2 separate regions of the Sus scrofa genome follow, and region 1 is linked to region 2. A link is a contact called in public HiChIP or PLAC-seq data. All regions are on one chromosome and are shown on one strand. The core of a region is the stretch at or near the end of the contact, and the rest is flanking DNA. Distances in the headings are between cores, read along the strand shown.

Region 1 (2,709 bases), core at 78-2,577, 520 kb before region 2:
CCTTTGAAAGGTAGTCAAAGAGGAGATTTGAACCAGACTACGTTATTTCTATGTGTCTCAGACTGTCTTCTCAGATTTTGCAAACAATACCAAAGGCAAACATTTTTTAAGGCATATAGCTCACATAATTCTGACGGCATTTGGCAGCAAGTTTCCGTGTTTCTGCTCTCAAGGTTTGAGAAGTGTCCAAGAACTAGGGGGGTATTTTCTAGTCTGTCTTGAGAATAGTCTTACAATTCTTCCAGGCTGTCTGCCCTCCTGGAAACCTTTCCTGCCCATCTTCTGGCAGGAAATACTCTTTCTACATCCCAATCTGACAAAATTCTGATCTTCCTCCAAAACTCAGCTTAATTATCTCCTTTGCCACCTCTCCATTTGGCTCATACATGCATATTGGTACTTACTGGTTTATATCACAATTCTCTGTTTTCTTGCTAGTCTCCATCATGTCAAGACCATGAATTCCTTGATGGAAGGAACCATGGTTTTATTTCCCACCTTGAGACACTGATAGCATAATAGTTTAGTGCAAGGAGCCAGGATTTCCGAGTCTAAATCTTATAGAATGTATATCCTTGAGCAATTCATTTAACTTCATCGTGCCTAAGTTCACAAAAAAAGGGCATAATTGCAAAATGGCATAATAAGTAAGTAGTCCTTACTTCTATCTTTTAATTAGAAAACTAATTCATCCATGAGTTACAGGAAATAAAATTATTCGGGGGGATACATTTGAAAGGTGGCTTAATTCATGAACAAGCCATCATTTCCACGTCAAACAAATGCAGATAAATGTGTTGGAAAAAGGAGAGGGCGAGACTTGAAGATTCTGGCAGGCAATGCCCAACACTCCTCCACTGTCCCGCCTTCTCTGACTCGTCTGTCCAAGGTCTCTTCACTTACTCTTACCTGTCAAAGCGCTACCTTTTCCGGCGAGCTATCTTTGGCATACTGCGCTTGGGCTCTGCCAGGGAACTGATCCCCCATTTATTCAGCTGTTTGGATGTCTGGTACCACCCACCTGTAACTTTACCAGGGTCTGTGCTTTGTTTTTCTCTGTTCTCAGAATTCGCAAAGACTGATCCCCTCACGCTAATCTTCTCAACAATCAAGAGTCTCCTCTTGGCCGCCTTCTTTCTGCATCAGTCACTCGGATCTAGCCCCCAGTAGACTATCCGGTTCCTTCAACGCAAGGTTCTTGTGTCTTAGCTCCGCCCTATCTCAGCTCCCGACCCCTTCCCTTCCTCCGCCCCGCCTCCTCTTTAACTGGGGTCACGAGTACGCATGCTCCCTCTGAACCTCCCGGCAGCGTGATGACGTTGGCCTTGGCGTGGTGACGTAGGGGCGGGGGCCGCGCCTCTTTCTGCAGCTACTCAGGCGTGGGTTTAGAATCTGTGAGGGTCTGTGGGGTGTCCCGCGTGCCCAAGGCGCGCGGTTTGTTTTTGGCGTTTGCTGCTGAATGTGTTGTCTCCGTTCCGCCCTTTAGGGAAGCGGGAAGCAGCAGAGGTTCCGTGGGGACCGAGCTGGGACCCTTGAAGGGGAAGGGGTCTCGAGCGCCTAAGGGCTTGCTGCGGCCCGGAAGAGGGGCGAGGAGAGGGTCCCCGCGGGCTGCGTCCGAACGCTCCCTGCATCAGGGCAGGTCACGAGGAGGGCCTGGGCAGCCGCGCGATGTTCGGGGCCCGGTGTCTCCTCCGAGCCCTGCGCTCCTGTTCCTCCGTTCCCTGCCCAAGGCACAAACCTTCAACAAAACTGAGCGTGCGGGACGCTCTCGGTGCCCAGAACGTGAATGGGGAGCGCGTTAAGGTCCAGGTTAGTGTGTCGAAAGCGGGTAGGTTTGTCCTTTTCGTTGACCGATTTGGCACATCCGAGTTCAGGCTTCCCTGGTCCCGTCGGGTCGGACAGAATGACCGGCAGGGGAAAGTTAGAAAAGCTAAGCAATCGTGTGCGTGCGTCCACGTTTTTCTCCTTTTCTTGGCTTGGTAGTTTTCGGAAAACTGTTTAGATACTTGGAAAGTGCTGGAACTTGGCTTTCGTGATACCGCGGCATTATATGTAGACTTGTTAATCTTGCAGAAAAACGAACGAGCCCCTTTTCCTTTGTCCCTTATGTGTATTCACACTTAAGTAGCCCCTTGAGACCAGGAGCCTTTTCTTACCTGTCTTGGTATTCACACATGGCTGACAGAAAAATTTGTTCAACCAAACCAGACCTCTTAGGTCAACTTTTAACCACCTCAGTGCCTAAAATGAGGCTTTGCGTATAACTTTTGTTTAATAAATTAGGAGAAAGAGTGGAGTGTAGCAGTTCGAAGGAGATCTGGAGTCAAGCTGCCTAGGTTTAAATTTCTGCTGTTTAGTAGGTTGTCAGTTTGGGGCACGGCCCTTCATGTGCTCTGAACCTCACTTTCCTCTTATGAGAATGGAAATGATCATAGTCCCTGTCTCACAGAGTCCGAAAAGTTAGTTAGAAAAATTTGGGACAGTGTCCCACAGTCGGTAAAGACGAGCTGCTCTCATTTCTTTGTTAATACTATAATTTGCAGCAGCTCCACACAGAAGGACCAGACCAAACAAGGTGGTTTGGTTTATTAGGTTGCTGAATCACACTGATGCAATTACTTTTGTCGTCCTCATCTATCTTTGATTTGTAGCAGTATGACCAGTTTCCCCCCTTGCATTTTTGGGGGTTCTTTCTGAGATCCAAATCAA
Region 2 (3,013 bases), core at 398-2,897:
TTAATCTCCAGAATACACACACAGTTCATACAACTCAACAATAAAACAGCCCAATCAAAAAATGGACAAGAGTTCCCATCATGGCTCAGCGGAAATGAATCTGACTAGTATCCATGAGGATGCAGGTTCAATCCCTGGCCTCGCTCAGTGGGTTAAGGATCCAGTGTTGCCATGAGCTGTGGTGTAGGTTGCAGACACGGCTCAGATCTGGCATGGCTGTGGCATAGGCCAGCAGCTATCGCTCCAATATGACCTGTAGCCTGGGAACCTCCATATGGCGGGGGTGCAGCCCTAAAAAGACAGACAGAAAGAAAGAAAAATGAACAGAAGGTGCACGCTTCAGCAGCAGAAATACTAAAAAAATGTGTAAACCTCACTGGAATATTTGTGTTTGCCTAGTGGTTCATCTAGTGCTGGAAAATTTGCATAATCCTGAAATAGATTTTTGGTGGTTTTCATTCTTTTGATATAATTTTAAAAGAAACATTTAGTTAAAAAAAAAAAAAAAGACTGCAGGGATCTCTCTTGTGGTACAGTGGGTTAGGAATCCCAGTCACCCCTGTGGCCCAGATTCAGCCCCTGGCCTGGAAACTTCCATATGCTGCAGGCATGCCAAAAAAAAAGATTGCACAATAAAACTTTTTGTATATTATACTAGTATTTACGCAAGAGAGCTCCTCAGACATGTAATTACTGGGTCAAAAAGCGAATTTTGACCTCTGGAACATTTGCTGCCTTCCAGAAAACTGTTCCAATATACATTCCTTTAGAAAACCCTAACTTGAAATATACACAGATCTAGAAGTGCTTTTTGTAGGCATAAAAGACCCATCTTTTATTAATTGATATATTCTTCCACTTTGAAGGTCAATACCTGATGCATATAACTTTGCATGAACCTCTGGTTTAACGAATATTTCTCTAGATAAAATGTTGATCCCGCTAAAGAATAGACAAGAAAAGACATTTTAGCTCCTTGTTAGGAAACGCTGTCTAGACAGAGAGCTATTCAGAGATCTGAGTGCTTCAGTATTGGAGGCGGGCTAGTGGAGACTGGACAATTACTTGACAGATTGTTATGGATTCCTTCTTTTTTTTTTTTTTTTTTCACTCCTCAAACCTTTAGGAAATAGCTCGTCTCCCAGCCACGGGCAAGGACCTGAAGACCCAGGCTAAATTTCGATTTTGGCTACATGACCCAGTCTTGACTTCTGTGAATTCTTTATGGCTGACTGGACGTTAATTTTAGATTTTGAAAGGTGTGTCTGTGCGAATGAACGATGGGAAACCCAAAAAGTGAAAACTAGCTTTTATAAAAATGTAATTAATTACGTTTCTTAAAACTAACCATCAAACGCATTTGTTAATGTCATATGCAAAAATAAATTCTTGCTGAAGGAACATTCGGGGAAGGAGAGGCAATTGCGATTGGGAGGTTGAGAGAGAGAGAGAGAAAAGGGGTGTGGGGGGGGCTCGTTTTGCTTGGCATCTCGACCCCAGGAACCAAGCCTCCAAAACTCCACCAGTGGAGTCAGCGCCGGGAGTCAGGCGAACAGTGTGGGCCACTTAGTAGCCCGGAACCTCGCTTCCGCGGCTCCGGTAGCAGCGCGCACGGGGAAGCGTTTGGGCGCCGCACCGCCCTGCGCGATGCCCTTCAGCCCCGCGCTCGGAGGAGAAGGCTTGTGGCTTGGGCTCCTGCAGTGGTCGTGGTGCTTTTCTTTGTAGTTGGCGGCCTGAAACCAGGCCTCAAGTGGGAACGGCATGACCATGATGAGCGGACGGCCGGGCCGAGTGCCCTTACAGTTCCTTCCGAATGAGGCCCGGAGCCTGCCGCCGCCCAAGCTAACCGACCCGCGGCTCGTCTACATGGGCTTCTTGGGCTACTGCTCCGGCCTGATTGATAACGCGATCCGGCGGAGGCCAGTGGTGTCGGCCGGTGAGGGCTGCGCGGGCTGGATCGGATGGGAGGAGTGGGGGTCGCGGGGCTCAGGGCCGGCTCCACCTCAGGCTGCGCGAGGTGCCTTCGCTTTTCAGGGCCTTTCGCCTAAAAGGCCCCGCCTCGCCTTCCTGAGGTTTGCGTGCCCGCTCAGCTCCTCAGCATCGGGCCCGACTAGAGCGTCATTGCACTTCAGGTCCAACCGAGGGTGCAATGCAAACCACGACCTCACAGTGAGTCTGTAAGGACCAGGTGTGAACTCCCTGCTCCCCTCTCTGCGCTGTGGGGTGTGCAAAAATGGGTGATCAGTCTGTGCAGTGCACTACTAACACTGCGTGCATTATAGCATTTAGTCTTCCAACACCTTGGGGGAGGGGGGATTATCCACAGTGGGGAAACAGAGCCTGAGAGGGGTTAAAGCAGCTTGCCCAAGGTCATGTGGCGCGTTCTGTTTTCAAACCTCAGAGTCTCTATTCAGAACCAACACTTCTCAGATTTAGTGTGCATACTGATAACTTGGGGGTCTTGTTCAAATGCGGATTCAGATTCCTTAGATCTGGCGACAGTTTTGATGTTCACATTCTCTCAGATGCTGCTGGTCTGGAGACCTCACATAGAGTAGGAGGCTCTAAACCACTGGGTTGTATTTCCTATAGGTCAGTGGCCACCTGCCAGAGATCAACACTGGTAGTAGGTAACACAGTAGCTGTACTAAGGGCTGCAGAAGAGAAAAGAGGGAAACTGTAGAAGGTGTCTTTGAACTCAGCTTTGATATTTATTTTGACAGATACTTAGAGCCTTCCAGGCCCATGAGAGGCCAGTGGGAGTGAATGAGGGGAAGATGAGTGAGTAGGGTGATAAGGCAACAAAGATTTAGGTAGATCATGGCAGTTTGTTCTCTAGGCATACAGGAACCTTACATGCTTTTGAGAGCTGTGAGGGAAAGTGCAGGCATCAGACATGTGTTTTAAAAGGTCAGCTTGGGAGTTCCCGTTGTGATGCAGCGGAAATGAATCTGACTAGTATCCATGAAGATGCGGATTTGATTCCTCTCAGTGGGCCAGGGATCTGGCATTG

Evidence for each region. HiChIP or PLAC-seq counts read pairs in DNA pulled down with a chosen protein or histone mark.
Region 1: a contact with region 2 is called in an H3K27ac HiChIP or PLAC-seq map of alveolar macrophages. The contact joins the promoter of NARS2 here to the promoter of NDUFC2 in region 2. A contact is called at or near these places in 1 of 5 promoter capture datasets (liver) and 2 of 2 datasets of contacts at active chromatin or transcription factors (alveolar macrophages and skeletal muscle).

What each region holds. Positions count from the first base shown.
Region 1 is chr9:13,009,515-13,012,223 of Sscrofa11.1, reverse strand. NARS2 (probable asparagine--tRNA ligase, mitochondrial) reads left to right here and starts at 1,327. Exons shown (of 14, transcript XR_002335551.1): 1 at 1,327-1,809.
Region 2 is chr9:12,491,141-12,494,153 of Sscrofa11.1, reverse strand. It overlaps NDUFC2 (NADH dehydrogenase (ubiquinone) 1, subcomplex unknown, 2, 14.5kDa), which reads left to right and starts at 1,647. Exons shown (of 3, transcript NM_001244743.1): 1 at 1,647-1,936. The coding sequence starts at 1,762.